4 separate regions of the Sus scrofa genome follow, and regions 2, 3 and 4 are each linked to region 1. The links are chromatin contacts, called in public HiChIP or PLAC-seq and promoter capture Hi-C maps. All regions are on one chromosome and are shown on one strand. The core of a region is the stretch at or near the end of the contact, and the rest is flanking DNA. Distances in the headings are between cores, read along the strand shown.

The links. Promoter capture Hi-C pulls out the DNA fragments that hold promoters and counts their contacts. HiChIP or PLAC-seq counts read pairs in DNA pulled down with a chosen protein or histone mark.
Region 2: a contact with region 1 is called in an H3K27ac HiChIP or PLAC-seq map of alveolar macrophages. The contact joins the promoter of PHC3 here to the promoter of SEC62 in region 1. A contact is called at or near these places in 1 of 47 Hi-C or Micro-C datasets (embryonic fibroblasts) and 2 of 2 datasets of contacts at active chromatin or transcription factors (alveolar macrophages and skeletal muscle).
Region 3: an H3K27ac HiChIP or PLAC-seq map of alveolar macrophages shows a contact between it and region 1. The contact joins the promoter of MYNN here to the promoter of SEC62 in region 1. A contact is called at or near these places in 1 of 5 promoter capture datasets (liver), 22 of 47 Hi-C or Micro-C datasets (alveolar macrophages, brain, embryonic fibroblasts and 12 more) and 2 of 2 datasets of contacts at active chromatin or transcription factors (alveolar macrophages and skeletal muscle).
Region 4: a contact with region 1 is called in a promoter capture Hi-C map of liver, with 2.6 times the contacts expected there. The contact joins the promoter of LRRC34 here to the promoter of SEC62 in region 1.

The regions. Positions count from the first base shown.
Region 1 is chr13:108,658,312-108,662,244 of Sscrofa11.1, reverse strand. It overlaps SEC62 (SEC62 homolog, preprotein translocation factor), which reads right to left and starts at 1,759. Exons shown (of 8, transcript NM_001105305.1): 1 at 1,724-1,759. The coding sequence starts at 1,759.
Region 2 is chr13:108,881,599-108,885,531 of Sscrofa11.1, reverse strand. PHC3 (polyhomeotic-like protein 3) reads left to right here and starts at 1,912. Exons shown (of 16, transcript XM_021069777.1): 1 at 1,912-2,007. The coding sequence starts at 1,994.
Region 3 is chr13:108,433,021-108,436,953 of Sscrofa11.1, reverse strand. It overlaps MYNN (myoneurin), which reads right to left and starts at 1,760. Exons shown (of 7, transcript XM_005669990.3): 1 at 1,097-1,760; 2 at 18-314. The coding sequence starts at 283. ACTRT3 (actin-related protein T3) reads left to right here and starts at 2,588. Exons shown (of 2, transcript XM_003358668.4): 1 at 2,588-3,933. TRNAV-AAC (a tRNA gene) reads right to left here and starts at 3,534; the gene lies at 3,462-3,534.
Region 4 is chr13:108,484,942-108,488,874 of Sscrofa11.1, reverse strand. LRRC34 (leucine-rich repeat-containing protein 34) reads left to right here and starts at 1,759. Exons shown (of 10, transcript XM_021069765.1): 1 at 1,759-1,898. The coding sequence starts at 1,802.

The DNA of each region.
Region 1 (3,933 bases), core at 510-3,009:
GTGGGGGGAAGGAGTTATTTGCCAAGTACTCTTTTTTTCCAGAACAACCCAATGACAGTCTTTTTTCAGGTTCTTCTTAGAGATTTGGAAATTGAGGGGAAAAGTTAAGTAACTTGCCCAGTTACACAGCTAATAATTACTGAAACTGGAGTACAAACAGGCAGAGTCTGGCTTAAATTTTTGCTGCTAGTCACCACCACTACTATATAGGTTATCTTTCTGCTTAATACGAGGTCACACTAGAAATAAAGCAGCTCTTCAAAGTGAATTAGGATCACGTTTACAACAATTTTAAGAACAGCTGATACTGTAAAAATGACATTTTTTTAAGGCCACAAAATGCACCATTCATGCAAAGATAAGTCTTGGAAGTACTAATTTCACAACTTCAATACAAATTCTAATAAAAGGTTTATGTATCCATGTCTGACCAATAATACTAAATTTTGAAAGACGAGGAACAGTATAATTAGAAACTTCTTTAATACTCTTAAGCTTTGCTTTTATGACCTGTCTGAAATTGGGGGAATCTGTCTCTTTCTGATCCCCTTCTTTGCTCTTTTTGAAACTCCTTATTTCTGCCCAACTCCAAATTTACTGATCACTGGCATCTTTTTCTTTTTTTCTAGTACTTAAAAGTTTTTAGGAGAATTTTAACTTGCATAGCTCAAATCACCTGTGGTGTAAGCCAGACAAGAGATTAACTTTTAAAAAATGGGTAAATAAAAATTTGACAGAGCGCCATTCTAAACAATAACATAGTAAGGAACAGAGAGACAATGATGAGTGTAACGATTTATGATTAGTGTATTAACAATTTACAATGTGATATCAACTTATGATGACCCATGAAGGTTTCTAGGCACACAAGCTAATAATGAGACAATACAGAGCCTAAGATGTTCCACGTATTTAATCCTGTTGGCAAAGAGCAAGAACAACAGGGGGGAAATTGCAAAGAAGAAATACACAGATGACAGGCATGTGGAATGAGGGAGGGATGCTATGTAGGTTATGAGGATGACACACTGGCATGCGAAAGGTTTCTGGGCGCAACCCGCTCGCTGCAGTACGGAAGTTGTGTTTATTTACACTCTGTCGCCTGAAAGAAAGCTGGAAAGCTTCAACTGGACTCAAGTTAATAACAGTGAGAAGAAAGGAGGGTTCACGCAAACGAACATCTGGATCGCCGCCTGGGCCCCCGGGGCAGCTGACCAAACCCAGATCACTCCTCCCCACATACGGTCCTCGTATTTGCGCACAAAGAACTGGCAGCTTTAGGTCGGTCCTCCGCTTCCTTCTACCCTATTTACTGTGGCCTTAATTTGGGGACAGTCAAGACGAAAGGATGGGGTGGAGAAGGGAGGGGAGGAGCCCGGGGAGGGTCGGTGTCGGCGCTCGGCGGACGTGGACCTCCTAGGGCAGGCCCCTGCCGGCGCCACCACCGGAACCCTGGGCTGGCGGCCGCGCCTTCGCGTCCGATTCCGAGAGCGGCGCCTCGGGTCTTCCTCCGCTGCCCCAGTATCTCCGCCTCAGACACCACCGTCGCCAGCACCGCCCTCCCTCAGGCCCCTCACTTCGACGCAGCCCGTAACCAGCGGGCTCGCGGCGGAACCCCACCCCACCTCGCCCTCGACTTCGCTTGCCCTTCCCGGGAGCTTTCCCTGCTTCTTCCATTTTCAAGCGCCCTAAAGTCTCCTATCCCAGGGCTCGACTTTGCTACCTGAATCCGCTTCTTGTGCCGCCTGCGTTCCGCCATGTTGGCCGCTCCTCCCGGTTCCCTCTGACGTGGAGCGAGGCGGGGGCGCTGGAAACCTCGCGAGAGCGCGCTGCTGAGCCCGTTATATAACCTGGCGGCTGGCGGCGGGGGAGGGAAGCTGGCGAGAGGCGGATACCCAGGCGAGCCCCGGGAGTATTGGCAGCGCCTTGTCTCCCGTTTTTCTTCGGTTACTTTTGTTGCAGGAACTGGAAATCGCTGGGACCAGAAGGAAGTTGAAAAGTAGATCAAAGGACGTAAGGACTGGAAAAAGTCTTCCGTTCTCAAAACTGACTGAGCATCTGACACCTGGGAAGCTACTGAAATACAGATTCCCGGGCCCCACCCCCCTAGGAGTTGGTTCGTTTTGGGTGGAGCCTTTCACAGAGGATTTATAGACGTCTCTAACTGTGGCACTCTCTTGCCAATGAGCCCTGTCCTATCCATTCCCCACGTGTAAATTCTAAGCCCACTTTAAAGATGGGAAAGCTGAGACCACAGAGGTGCAGCGACATGAACTAAGTTATCGAAGGCTCCACAGTTGGTAGACGACGGCACAGCCGAAATCTAAGCCAATTATCTTTCCTTGTGCAATGTTGGGGGTAGTCAGGTTCATCTGAAACAAACTTTCGATTCGCTATTCCGTTTTTGATGTTGCTTCTGAAAACGCACCTTTAGAATCCAAGAGTCAAAGAGAACCCAGGGAAATAGAAGCAACTAATGAATAGGAGAAAGATTCTTAAGAATTGGGAATGAAGAAGATTGCAGGTTACTTTGAATCTGGTGAATTTACTGCTGTAACTATTATTTTAGAGGTACCTAGATCAAAGAGAATGGGCTTAAAATGCTAGTGTTTTTAGATAGAAATTCCCATGATTTTATGGAAATTTTAAAGCATTTTAAATGGTAAAAAATTGGGAAAATACAGAAAAGACAAAAATAAAAACCCCTAACGCTACCGCCCAGAGATCTGTTATTATTTTCTTCCAGTATTTTTTCCTACTGTGTGTGTGTATATTTGTATTTACATGTTTCTCAGTTCCTCCTCAACTGAAAATATACTGCATATGTTATGCAGTAGCCTTTTTTTTTCACTTAATGCTATGTTGAGCATTTATTATATCATTTAAAAGTTCATTTCCCATATTATATATGTAACCTAATAGCAATTAAATATTAAGACAAATAGTATCATATTGATGTCTATTGTTTTATAAAATAAGATGGCTGAAGTTCTTTTCTGGACTAGGCAATTATGCACTCTCAGGGCAGGGTCAGCAAGTCATTTAATTCCTTTCCCCCCTATAATTAATAATTAGGGTATATATAGTCAGAGATGGGGTGAAAAAAAGATGATTCCTATCAGTCAACCCAAAACATAACACTGGGTATGAAATGTCTTTATTTCCTTCAGTCCTTCTCTCCATCCAAAAGGAGGATAGAACTGTTTGGTATTGTTTCATTTAGAGAACATGGATTCTTTTCATAGGAAAGTTTGTTTATAAATGAAAGTATTATTGCACTTAATAGATGCTGAATGCCTACCAGATTCAAAATGCTAGGCTAGGACTATGATGGGGAAGAAAACCATTTGTGGACAATGATGCTACTGCCCCACCTCCTTTTTCTGCAGAATTTTTTTTTTTTTTTTTTTTTTTTAACGGTTGCACCTGCGACGGTGTATCAGAAGAGTTTTAAATTACTGTCCCTACATTCTTACTGACATTTACTCCTTACACTACAATGATTTGGTTTCTACGTCAACCATCCATTAATAATTCATGTCAAATTCAATAGCTTCTTTTGTAACATCTCATTATGTATTTGACAATATTGACCATTCATTTAATTTATTCTCCTTTTTTTGGCCTTAAGGATATTGGGTTCTTCCTTCTGATTTCTTTTTGGCTCCTCTCTCTTTACCTAGCTCTTAAATGTTCCTGTCCACCACGTTTTCACACTCATCCCTTTTCTCTATGCATTCTGGAGATTTTTATTCATGCTTACAGCTTAATTCCAAAATACTGCATACATATTTATTTCTAGCTGTCTTCTGGGTATCTCTGCTGGATGTTGAACTAGAAATCACCATTTCACCCTTAAAACCTGCCCCTTTTACAGTATTTTCAAACTATGGTAACTGCATCACTATTCACTTAATCACTCATGCTACAAAC
Region 2 (3,933 bases), core at 663-3,162, 220 kb before region 1:
ATATTGGGTTTTGAAATCTTTCTGAAAAGCAGTACTGATCTGACTTTACCCAATATATGTTCTGACTTTGAAAGCCAGTCTGCATGTGATGACAATAGAGATATAGGCCTTAGACGTTGAAAGGAAAGAGGGATGAAAAGGAATATTTTGGCTCATTTATTCTAAACATTCCCTTGAATTATGCATTTTTCACATTTAGGTCTAAGACTGCTTTCTTCAATTTTGTTTTACTAAACAAAAATTTTAGCAATACCAATAGACAGTTGATTCTTGAGAGTTGAATGACAATGGCATCATGAGCAAGTCAGAAAAGAAGAAAAAGTAGTATTTTATCTTTAAACATCTAGGAATTCCCATCGTGGCTCAGTGGTTAATGAATCTGACTAGGAACCACGAGGTTTTGGGTTCGATCCCTGGTCTTGCTCAGTGGGTTAAGGATCTGGCATTGCCATGAGCTGTGGTGTAGGTTGCAGACGTGGCTTGGATCTAGCATTGCTGTGGCTCTGTTGTAGGCCGGCGGCCACAGCTCTGATTAGACCCCTAGCCATATGCCACGGGAGCAGCCCTAGAAAAGGCAAAAAGACAAAATTAAAAAAAAAAAGCATCTATAGAGACTTTTCAAGGAGACTTTCTCAGTGCGTTCTCTTAGGAGTAGTAGGAAGGGCTTTGCTTTCAGATAGGAAAATAAGGTAAAGGAACAATGTCATCAAATGGTGAAAAGTGGTAAAGGGACAATATAGCTCATAAAGGAAGTGGTCTTTTCCCTTCCCTAAGTATATTGTGGATTTCCAAGATTAAGTATACTTTTTAGTAGATTGTACTACATTTTAAAATGAATTTGTATCATGAATTCATTATTCAGTTCTTGAAATTCAACTCCACCATCTTAATAAATGCAAAAAGAAGACATTGCTAATGGAATCCCCATTGTGGCTCAATGGGCTAAGGACCTGATGTTGTCTTTGCAAGGATGCAGATTCCATCCCTGGCCTCACCCACTGGGTTAAGGATCCAGCCTTGCCACAAGATGGCAGATGCAGGTTGGATCCAGTGTAGCCATGGCTGAGGCATAGGCCTCAGCTGAAGTTCTGATTTGACCCCTAGCCTGGGAACTTCCAGGCGCAGCTGTAAAAAGGGAAAACAAAACAAAACACACAAACAAAAAACCAAAACATTCCTTGTGATTGGTATGCTTTTTTTGGTGAAGGACAGTAAAGATTTATCATTCCTTAAACTTAAGTTTTCCAAAGCACTTAATGGGTATGTTTCAGAACATTTGGATTGTGAGGATAGCTCTATAAAACCCACTTAACTCTACAGATTAAGACTTGTTGGAAGACACGGACTTGTTTCACTTATCTTTACATGTTTGTCTCATCCTGCCTCAGAGTAATTGCCATCTATGCAGAGTGTAATAAACTACATTAGCACACTGGTGGACATTTCTGCTTGTTGCCTGCAGTATGGAAGCTTGTAATGCCCACTAAGCGCCCACTAAATTCATGTCAAAGATATGAATGATATTCACATGGTAGTCAGGATGATTCCTTAACTGGCCACCTCACGGGGGTCAGGAACACTGAGTTCAAGGCTTCGCATCCAATCATCGGCTTATTATTCTCTTCCACCTCACCTCTTTGCAGTTTGCCTATGCTTTGGTATATTTTAGATGTCCTTAAAATTTTTAATTTAACCGTCTAATCAGAACTTTTCATAACCTGGTTACAGATTCCTCTTCAAAAGGAGAAAGACCCTGGGCAAGAGAAAGCGAGTGTTTGTAGGTGAAACACCGGTATCTAAATTGGGGAAACCTGGTCAATTCCCAGAGCTGGCAAGGGTTGACTTGGGAGGGGGTAATTGGAAGACGAGGACTCCACGTGACTTCGGGGGCCAGAGGCTGAGCTGACCCCGCCCTTTCGCCCTCCGCTGCCGCCGCCGCCGCGGCCGCCAGGGGGGCGCATGCGCAGCTTGTGTTAGTGATGGAGGAGAGAAGATGGCGGAAGCGGAGTGAGTGACTTGCTGGTGACTGATGTCGTAACCGGGGGGCGAGTGGGGGCAGCGACACATCCCCCAAGGGGAAAGCTCAGGGCCTTTTCGCGGGCACTGCGGAGAAAGGGGGACGTGAGAGCTTCTTTATCGTGGAAGAGCGCGCTTCGCTCTTGTAGGGGGACGGAGGCGAACTGTAAGGGTCCAGCTGCCTCAGGCGGGAGCACCCCTTCCGCCGTCTGGTCCGGGATCTGCGGGGCCTTGAGCAGTGGGTTATCCCTCGGACCCCAACCGTTAGGGTCTTTCGGAAGATGAGCCCGGGTGGGCTCCTCAAGCGCTGTCATCTCTGCAAGTGGGCCCCGCGGGCAGCCTTGTTACGGCTGCCCGCGCCGGGGGCCCGCGGAGGCTGGGTAGGGCTGGGCGGGCACTGCCAGGCCTCCTTCGCGCTCTCCTCCTTCCCGCCCCGGCGCCACTCCGCTCCTCCTCAGTGGGAGAACCAGCGACTTGGGTCTGTTCGCCACCCTTCTCCCGGGAGGCTTGGAGGAGGTGTCCCAGCGCCGGCTTTAAGGAGGCGCGGGCTGTTGCTGTTCTGGCGAGCCTGAAAATACTCTGGAAGGAAAGCTCTTCTTTCCCTCGGGTCTCTGGCTGCAGTGTTGATGCCGCCCTAGAGGGCTACATTCTTGTGTGGTGTGATGGTATGCTTAGTTAGCGACTCAAACTTAGTGTTTCCTGGGTAGGCCGCTTGTGCAGCAGAACTGCCGTTTGTGTTCTGCAGGCAATGCTATGCATAGACGATGGAGTTACCAAAATTGCTCTTTTGTGCCTGGTCTCCAAATGAAGTGCAGTGGTTTGGCCGGTTATACCCACCGATATTTAGACTTGTGCCTAGAATTTGGATTCTCTGTGACCATTTTTGGTTAGTTACAGAACTGCTTACCCTCAGGTTTGGGGTTGAGGACGTGGCTGAGCAGAATAGTACTGTAAAGAGAATTTAAGCTGGCTTTTTGCATATCGTTGCTTCGTGGTTCAGAAGTGTTACTACAGGTAATAATTTGGTAAAAAGTTTATCTCCCACCCTATCTGTATGATGTTGAATAGTTAACCATGCGATGCTGTGATTTGATGATTGGAAGGCAATTTGAAAAACTACCAAAACCCCTTAAAAGTCAGAGAAGCGTAAAGATATATGTCATCTATTAATCAAAAAAAATTAGTAAGTGAAGAGTTGCCCCCCCCTCACTTTTCCTCTTATTAAATCAGGATTTTGTAACATTCGATTCCTGGAAGAGCACATAAGTACTATTTATATACATGATATAAGAACAAAGAAAATTTGTATATAAAAGAACACCATATGGGAATAATGCATGCGTACACAATTAGCGCCAAATTCCTTTGTCTTTTCACAAAGTGGAAAGTGTTCTTCATATAGTTTAGTCAATGCTGCTCATGTGAGGTGGGTCAGATTTTGTTTCTCAGAAGAAAAACACAAGGCAGATAAAACTGTATTCTCAAGTGTGCTTTTCCTCATTGTGGTGCATTTCTGACACTACAAAAAGTACTGTAATTCTAGTTTCTGACAGTATTAAGGCCTTCAGAGTTGATTTGAAATATAATTTTTGAATTTATTCAAATACAGATTTTGTATTTAGTGGAATTTTGTACCACAACAGTGAAATGTGTTCGTAATGTTGGAGGGAAAAGAATCAGTATGGTACAAAACTGCACTTTACTGTCTATACATGAGGAGAGTGACATAATTATGCTGCTTTCAAAATTTGAAGCAATTTTTTTGTGAAAAAGAGTTTTTTAAGAAGGTGGGGAAATTGTTTTCAGCTGCTTCTCATATTTATCCAGTCAGAGTAGATTATAATTCAGAGTTGTTAGATTTAGTAAGGACAGTTTTGTAGATGAATAAGGGGGAAAGCTGTGTGAGTTATTGAAAAA
Region 3 (3,933 bases), core at 511-3,010, 230 kb after region 1:
TAAAATGTGTACTTTACCTGTCAAGATTTAAAGTTCCTGTGTATATAAACTCCAACAGTTTCTGAAATCCATCAGCCTTCACCTGACTCTGATCAAGAAAGACATTGTTCTCAGAAGTGCTTCTGTAGATCGCACCAAAATACTCACTAAAGGAGGCAAGCACATTCCTATGAGCTTTAAACTGGAATTCCCCAATCACTATGGTGCAGTCACAAAGAAAACCAGCTTCCCGTTGTTTGTTCAGTCTCTCTAAAAGGTGCTCACAGTGGTGCGAATACTGCATTTTGATATCACAAACGAATTTTACCCTTGTTCTAAAAAACAAAAATAAATAGTAAATTAGTAAACCTAAGCTGTCATCAAACTTTTCACGCAACAAGAATAAAGTCTGTTCTCATTTTACGTCCCCAGAAAATTCACAGATATGGTTAAAAAATGCCGAAGGGACAAATGCCTTCCTAGCTTTTATTTCATCTTGGTCAACTAACACAATCCTTTGGACGCGGTAATAAATGGCGACGCGAGAAAATATTTCCACAAAGCGGGGAAAAAAAGGAAAAAAAAAAGCACTGCAAAATTCCACGCTTTTGGATCAGCTGAACTTTCACTTTCAAGCTCAGTAGGCAAACATATATTTGGGAGAAAAAATCAACCACTAAAAGAATGATCGTTGGGGCAAACTGAGTAAGGACACGGTACGAGGTCTTGAAAACTGCTCCCCAATGAAACCTGTTACATAGTGGCTTCAAAACGCTAGACGGGTGCCGAGGGGGCAGGGCCAAGAGTTGTCAAAGGTTAGGTCACTCACCCCGAGGAAGCCACACCCCTTCCTTCCCCACTCGAGGTGGTATCATAGGGTGACAACCAAAGCCGATCTCTCCTGGTTTCTGCCTCCCTGCCCTTCGCCCAGCTCCCACTCCCGCGAATTCCCACAGCAGAGGTTGTGGCCAAGGCCAACACCAGGACTGCCTCGCCCGAGCTTTCAACGTTAACACTTGGCTCCGACAACAGCTCGCGCTCCAAGGAACCTGCCCTCTAGTGACCCAGGATCTGGAGGGAGCTGGGATGGCGGGCTGGGGGCAAAGACAGAACTCACCTATAGCAACCCAAGGGGAAACACTGTTTCTTCACTCTCACTCCGCCATATTGGAAGGACGTCACTGGGCTACGCTCCGCCTCTCCCTTCCTACTCCAAGGCGACGTCACATCCGGCTCTGGGAGATCCGTGGCAACAGCGTAGGCTCTTAGGACCGTGGAGATCTAACACCCGCCTGGAAGAGGCTGGCGCACAGAGAACCCCCTCCCTAGCGGGCCAGGAGACCCGGAAACTGGAGAGTCATAGATACGAGATCTAAGGGGACGCTCACAGCGCCCCGCCTCTCTTCCTCATTCTGAGCATTCTGGTTGGCTGACCGTCAGCATCTCGCGCACGACTCGTGTTGCCGGCCAAGGCTGCTTTCCGCTGCACAGCGCGCCTCTTTCCGGGAGCCAAATTGTGCATTGCATGCTGGGGCTTGTAGTTAGTTGCTCGACTTCTCCCATCAGCCTCACCTTTCTTGAGGCCCCACCGGTGGGAACAGCTGCTTTATATACTTGGGCTCTCGACCATGGGAATTTTTGAGCTGAGACTGATCACTCCTTTTTAGTTTACCTACCCAAAAGCTCTTGTTTGCATCAGCCAACCGGAATCCAGTTTGCAGGATACCCTTACCTGGTGTTGGAAGCCTGGGATGCACGAAAGCGGTGCAAAGCAGTAGGGCATACTGGGCATGCGCGTGGGGAAAGGTGGGCTTTATACCGGAAAATGTTCTGCGTCTGGACTAGAAAAACTTTAATACAATGATTTACGTTGTATTCAGATTTTGTACAGTGAGGGAAAGGGGTGCCGCTTATCTGCATAAAATGAAAAGACAGAAACAGTAAGATAAGTCATGCTGATATGTTAGGGTGAATTATACCACGCTTGGACATTATAAATCTAAGAAAACCAAAACTTCAACATTTTTTTCTTGTTAAAAGTTATATGAGGATCGTAGGAAGTTTACTCGCGACTTTATTTTTCAGGACAGTGTCAACTTGAGTTTCTTTTCTTCTCTCCTGAGATTTTTTTAAAAAAACAGATTCCGTTTGGTCTCTAAGTTTTCCTCAGTATGAATCATATTTTTGAATAAAACCACAACCGTTAGGAAAAAAAGAGGCTGGTTCTTTCTTGATTTTATGTTTATAAGTATAATTTTCTTTCTGATTGCACTTTTAGTTTTGTCAGAATCCTTTTTGGTAATTAATTCACTCAGATATTTATGAGCCTCTGCTATGTGTTGAACAGATATTGAGTATTTAGAAGTATAAAACATGGTCTCGGGTTTAGATAAATCTGTAATCTCAAGTGGAAAACCAAATGACTTGTAATACAGAGTCCTCAAGGGCTCCAGGGCTCCAGTTTTTGTGCTGTGTTTGATTACCTTGTTGTGGAAACTGGACCTCTCTGTCCACCAGTGCTGAATAGAAACAGGGAGACAAGAGTTTTGGGTGAAGGAGAAAAGTAACAGCTTTATTGCTTTGCCAGGCAAAGGAGGGCTATAGCAGACTAATGCCCTAAAGACTGTGCCCCCCTTTGGGAGAGAATAGGAAGTGGTTTTATAATTTGGAAGTAGAAAAATAGGGCCACAGATAAGGATCAGGGAAAATGCTGGCTTGCATTGTTTTTCAAAGTTGGTGTTTTTGTGACCCCAGGACTGGTTCTAGTGGTCCTTCTTTCCAGAATGAACAATCCTTCATCAGGTAGTTAACATCTTCCATTTGCTAGGGTCTTTTAGTTCTTTATCACATACACTGATAGTTAAGTCCACAAAACAAAGGATGGCACAAATCAACCGGGAATGCAGCCACCTCGGAGGCTGAACCTCGGAGCCCTGTGGGAACTCAGGAAGGAAACAAAGAATACCTGCCATCTAGCAACCACTCCCGAGAGCGAGCCCCCCCACCCTGCCCTCCTTGAAACTCAGGCTGTGAAAACACAGAACACTGGTGGAGATGCACATCAAAGGATGATTTCAGTGAGCCTAGACATTTGCATTCTTTCATAGAAAAGCGCTAAATTTCCCAACTTTAGATATCTGGTTTTCTGTAATCTTTCCTTCCTACTACCTGCCCTTTGGCACTCAAGGGAGGTCAAGGAGGCTGAATGAGGCCTATTTCCTAAAAAGAAATGGGGACAGAGAAAGGCTTTTGTGCCCAGGAGCCCCAAAGGGCCCTGCCCGGTAATGTTACCAGGCTGTACATTACATTATTTTTTCAGTATTAGGTTGTGAGATGTATTTAAATAAAACAAGCAATTTGAAATTTCCAAGATACTGCAAGTTTCTATCAAGATTATGTTTTACTGCAAGTTTCTATCAAGATTATGTTTTTGAAGAACATAATTTCATAAAACAAAGAGGGAGGAAAAGAAACAAAGGCACTGTTTCCGCCCGGTTTCGAACCGGGGACCTTTCGCGTGTTAGGCGAACGTGATAACCACTACACTACGGAAACCTTCCTAGTAACAAGCTCTCTGAAGTTTGTTGATATCGCTATTGTAACATGCAGCTTGAGCACTTCAAAGTAGATAAAGGAATTTTAAACAGATCAACAAAACAAACGAACAAAAAAAGGAAAATAAGCATAGATCCAATTAAATAGTACCACTATTTCAAAAGTTAGAATTTGCATATGCTTTTTTCAAAGGTAGTTAGAAACCCGGCACGCGTTATGTGCCTTTCTTTTGGGTTTAATTCCCTCCACGGAAAAGAAGTGTTGTATTAGTTTCTTTTCTCCTCGTTTAGCTGCTGAGAGTCCCGGATGAGTTTTAGGGCTTTGGCCGGCTAAGAAGGACCCGCAGCACGCGAACTCGCGCACCAACCTCCTTAGCAGTCATTTAGCTAGCGAGAAAGT
Region 4 (3,933 bases), core at 510-3,009, 170 kb after region 1:
TTCGGCAATATCCTTCTCTCCTGCTCCCTAGCTCCCAATCAGGGATTGTTTTTTCCAAACTACATCCCTCTTCCATATCTGGAAATCACTGGGGGTAATGAGAAATGTTCTAATGGAAATAAGTTACACATTTGGTTGGTTTGTTTTTGGCCTTCTATTTGATACACGTTTTGACACTGTGGGCTGCAGTTCTGTGTAAATACTGTTTTTGGTTTTGTTTTGCTATGGCAGATAGGGTAGGTGCCATTTGTGTGGTTAAAGCACAGCTGTTTTTCTTTTATTCTGTCCCAACCCTGTTTGTTAGTCACTCTCTAGAACAAACGTCTGATTCTGCCCTTCTTGCTCCCATGGGAGAATATTCTTCCCTTCTCCTGGGGCAGCAATTAATGAATCCTCAACCTCTTTTTACTTTCCCCTATTTTCTTAACTCAGAATAATTTAAGGGAGGGATAGGGAAGGGCAATTGCTGAATTGTACCTACACTCACACTTTAATATTTCAGGCTACCTCTCCACTTTGTTGGTAGCACATGAGATAAATGAAAATATAATTGTCTTTTCTACCATCATCATGTTTAATATGAAGAAATACTTCTCATGATGCTTAACATCTGTGGGCTACATAGAGATTCAAGAGACCTCTGCTTTGCCTGGCCCAGTTTCTTGGCAGAGGAGTGGAATTGCCTGGTGGGGTGGCAGGAGAGAGAGAGGACTCAGACATTTTGTTTTTCACTTTTGAACTGTTTTCATAAATGGCCTGTTTTCACCGTGAGCATCTTCCTCCTACCTTTTCTCAGGCAATGAGTCTCTAGCTCCAGAGTCCTCTGCAGGGCCCTTCCATTTCCTTCTCTTTGATCTATGGCCCAAACAGGTTCTTTCCTTCCCTCCTTTCTCTTCTTCTCTCCTGGGGCCCATGTACCAAATCCTGACCATGTTACTGTAACTATCACTGGGTTCTGTCTCCTTCTCATTCCTCCTGGGCAGCTTCAGACCTCATCTTCCCTAGGTGGTGTCAAACCCATTCTCTACCAGCTGTTCTTCATGTGAGAGTGTCCAACGCCCTGCCCAGAACAGCTGTGCTTATTAGAGGATGCCCAAGACACACACACACACACACACACACACACACACACACACGAATCTGTGCTCATCTGAGCAGCCCCCAAATACCTGCACGTCTCCAAAAAGCACAAGGCAGTTCTACTCTCTGGCAGGTTCACCCGGGTCAGTCAGGATGATACCTCCTCCAAGGAGCCTTTCCTGATGCCACCACCCCTCCACAAGGCCAACCTACAAGCCCCTTTATGTTCCCTTAGCTCTGTGCCCTTTCCGTGCTAGTGCCACTCTGCTTTTGCACCTGGCCTCCGCAGGTATGTGCACACTTTGGGGGAGCGTACTGTGTCATAATTGTCTTTGTATCCTGACCCATCAGCCGTGCCTCTAAACTTCAAAAACTTCTCCGACCCAGCAGCCGTGCCTCTAAACTTCAAAAACTTCTCCGCAAAGGAGCGGAGGTGCTCTCCTTTAGTGTGTCTTTAACCCAGGGCAGGTGACCTGGACCCAGACGGGGTGACCAAAGAGCCTCCGCGGGCACTGCCTGCTCAGTTAGGCCTCAGGAGCCAAGCGTGTATTGGCAGAGGTCGGCTCCACTGGCTAGGGCCAGCGATCAAGGTCCCAAGGTCCCAAGTTCCAAGGGTGGGTCTGCTCCAGGCCCAGTTTGCCTGCCTTCCGGGGGTGGGGCTGGCGCACGCGCGCGGTCGTCATGACAACAACGTCGCCGCCGCCGGCGGGGTGCCAAGACCATGCAACACCAAGCGGAGGCCAGGCCAGAGTCGGGGTCCATGACACCCGCCCCCGCTACGACCCCTACCCCGGTCTGGGCTGCGGCTGTCGGTAACGGTAAGAAATGGGGTGTCCTTCGGCGCCGGCCAGGGCCCAGACGAAACGCGGGAAGGGCTTCAGGGCCAGACCTATTCTTCTGAGCAGGTTTCGCGCCAGAGGTGGCCCGGAGGTCGGGTGTCCCCGGTAACCCAAGCCGTGGCCGCAACTTCTGGGCGCCTCCAAACGCTGGCAGGCTGGAGGGGAGCCCCAACATCCCAGGGCAGTTGAGCTGTCCTGGAGCACGGTAGGTTGTCCTGTGAAGTAAAGTGTGTCGTCAACTCGGAGAAGTTTGTCTGGATAAACTTCTTGGGGCCCTTCTTGGGAAGTCCCCACAGAGCAGGGCCCAGGCGGCGAGAGGGTCTGGAAACTGCACTTTGCACCTCTGTGCCACCTGTTTTTTTTGTTTTTTGGGGGGTTTCTTTCTTTTTTCTTTTTTAAGAGCCTCACCCGCTGCATATGAGGTTCCTAAGCTAGGGCTCTAAACAGAGCTGCACCTGCCGGCCTCCGCCACAGCAACGCCAGATCCCAGCAGCGTCTGCGACCTACGCCACGGCTCATGGCAACGCTGGATTCTTAACCCACTGAGCAAGACCAGGGATTGAACCCCCAATCTCATGGTTCCTAGTCGGACTCGCTTCCCCTGCACTACAAAGGGAACTCTGTTTTGGTTTTTTTTTTTTTTTTTTTCTAATGGCAGCACCTGCGGCATATGGAAGTTCCCAGGCCAGGGGAGTCAAATCAGAGATGCAACTGAGGCCCATGCCACAGCCACAGAAACACGGGATGGAGCCACATCTGTGACCTACCTGGAGCTTGCGCCAATGCCAGATCCTTAACTCGCTGAGCGAGGCCAGGGATCTGACATCCTCATGAGGACAATGTTGGGTCTTAACTCACAGAGCCACAATGGGAGCTCCCCACCTGGGTTTTAAGTATTTCTGCACTCATGAATGATCTTGTAGCAAGTTAAGCGTAGCTTGGACACCCCTTCTCTCTCCATCTTTTTCGTTTTGCACAATTGTGTGCTTGTAGCTACGAAACTGCTTCAGAAGCCTCGCGTATTCCTCACAGCACTTAAAGATGGGTATTGTTATGCTCTGCTTTTAGAGTAAGAGGAAGTTTAAGATTGAAAAAAATTTAAGTAACTTGTTCAGCATCACACAGCCGTTCCGGATGGGCGCCCAAGTCTGACTCACCCTCAATCCTTGGATTTCCCAGTACTTGACTGTTCCAGGACAGGAGGGTATTGAGAACCACCTCCGAGATGAGCTCTTGTCTAGAAATTTTGAAATGTGCTGCTAGGTGAAAATTATTTGGAATTCAGTCTTAGGTGTGGATGAAAAATGAAATCTAGGTTAGATTCTTGACATCTTCTTGTGTAATTGGTCATTCCTAGTTTTTGCTTTACTATTTGAGGACTGGTTTTCCTAATATGGATGCAGTATAGGAAATAAATTATTGGTGCCATAGAATCCTGACATACAATACTTAGGTGAATTTTAAAGAAAAGAGATAGTAACAAGAAAATATAGCTAAAGCTTTAAAATACTTTAAATCAATGGCCAGGTAATTAAATATGAATATTCTTTTTTTTTTTTTTTGTCTTTTTGCCTTTTCTAGGGCCGCTTCCATGGCATATGGAGATTCCCAGGCTAGGGGTTTAATTGGATCTGTAGCCACCGGCCTACGCCAGAGCCACAGCAACGCGGGATCCGAGCTGTGTCTGCAACACACAGCTCATGGCAACGCCAGATCCTTAACCCACTGAGCAAGGCCAGGGATCGAACCTGCAACCTCATGGTTCTTAGTCGGATTCGTTAACCACTGTGCCATGACGGGAACTCCTAAATATGAATATTCTTGTAAATTTCTTTAGCTACATTTAGCTTGGGCTCTGAGATTCCTTCATGCTTTCCTAAAAGCATGAATTTTCCTGGATGTGGTTTGGCCAGCTGAGATCAGGCAATGAACCTCAGAGAAGTTCTCAGGGCAATCCTACCTCTTCTCTTTGATGACGTTTAAGAACATTTAAAAATCAAAATAGAGAAACTGT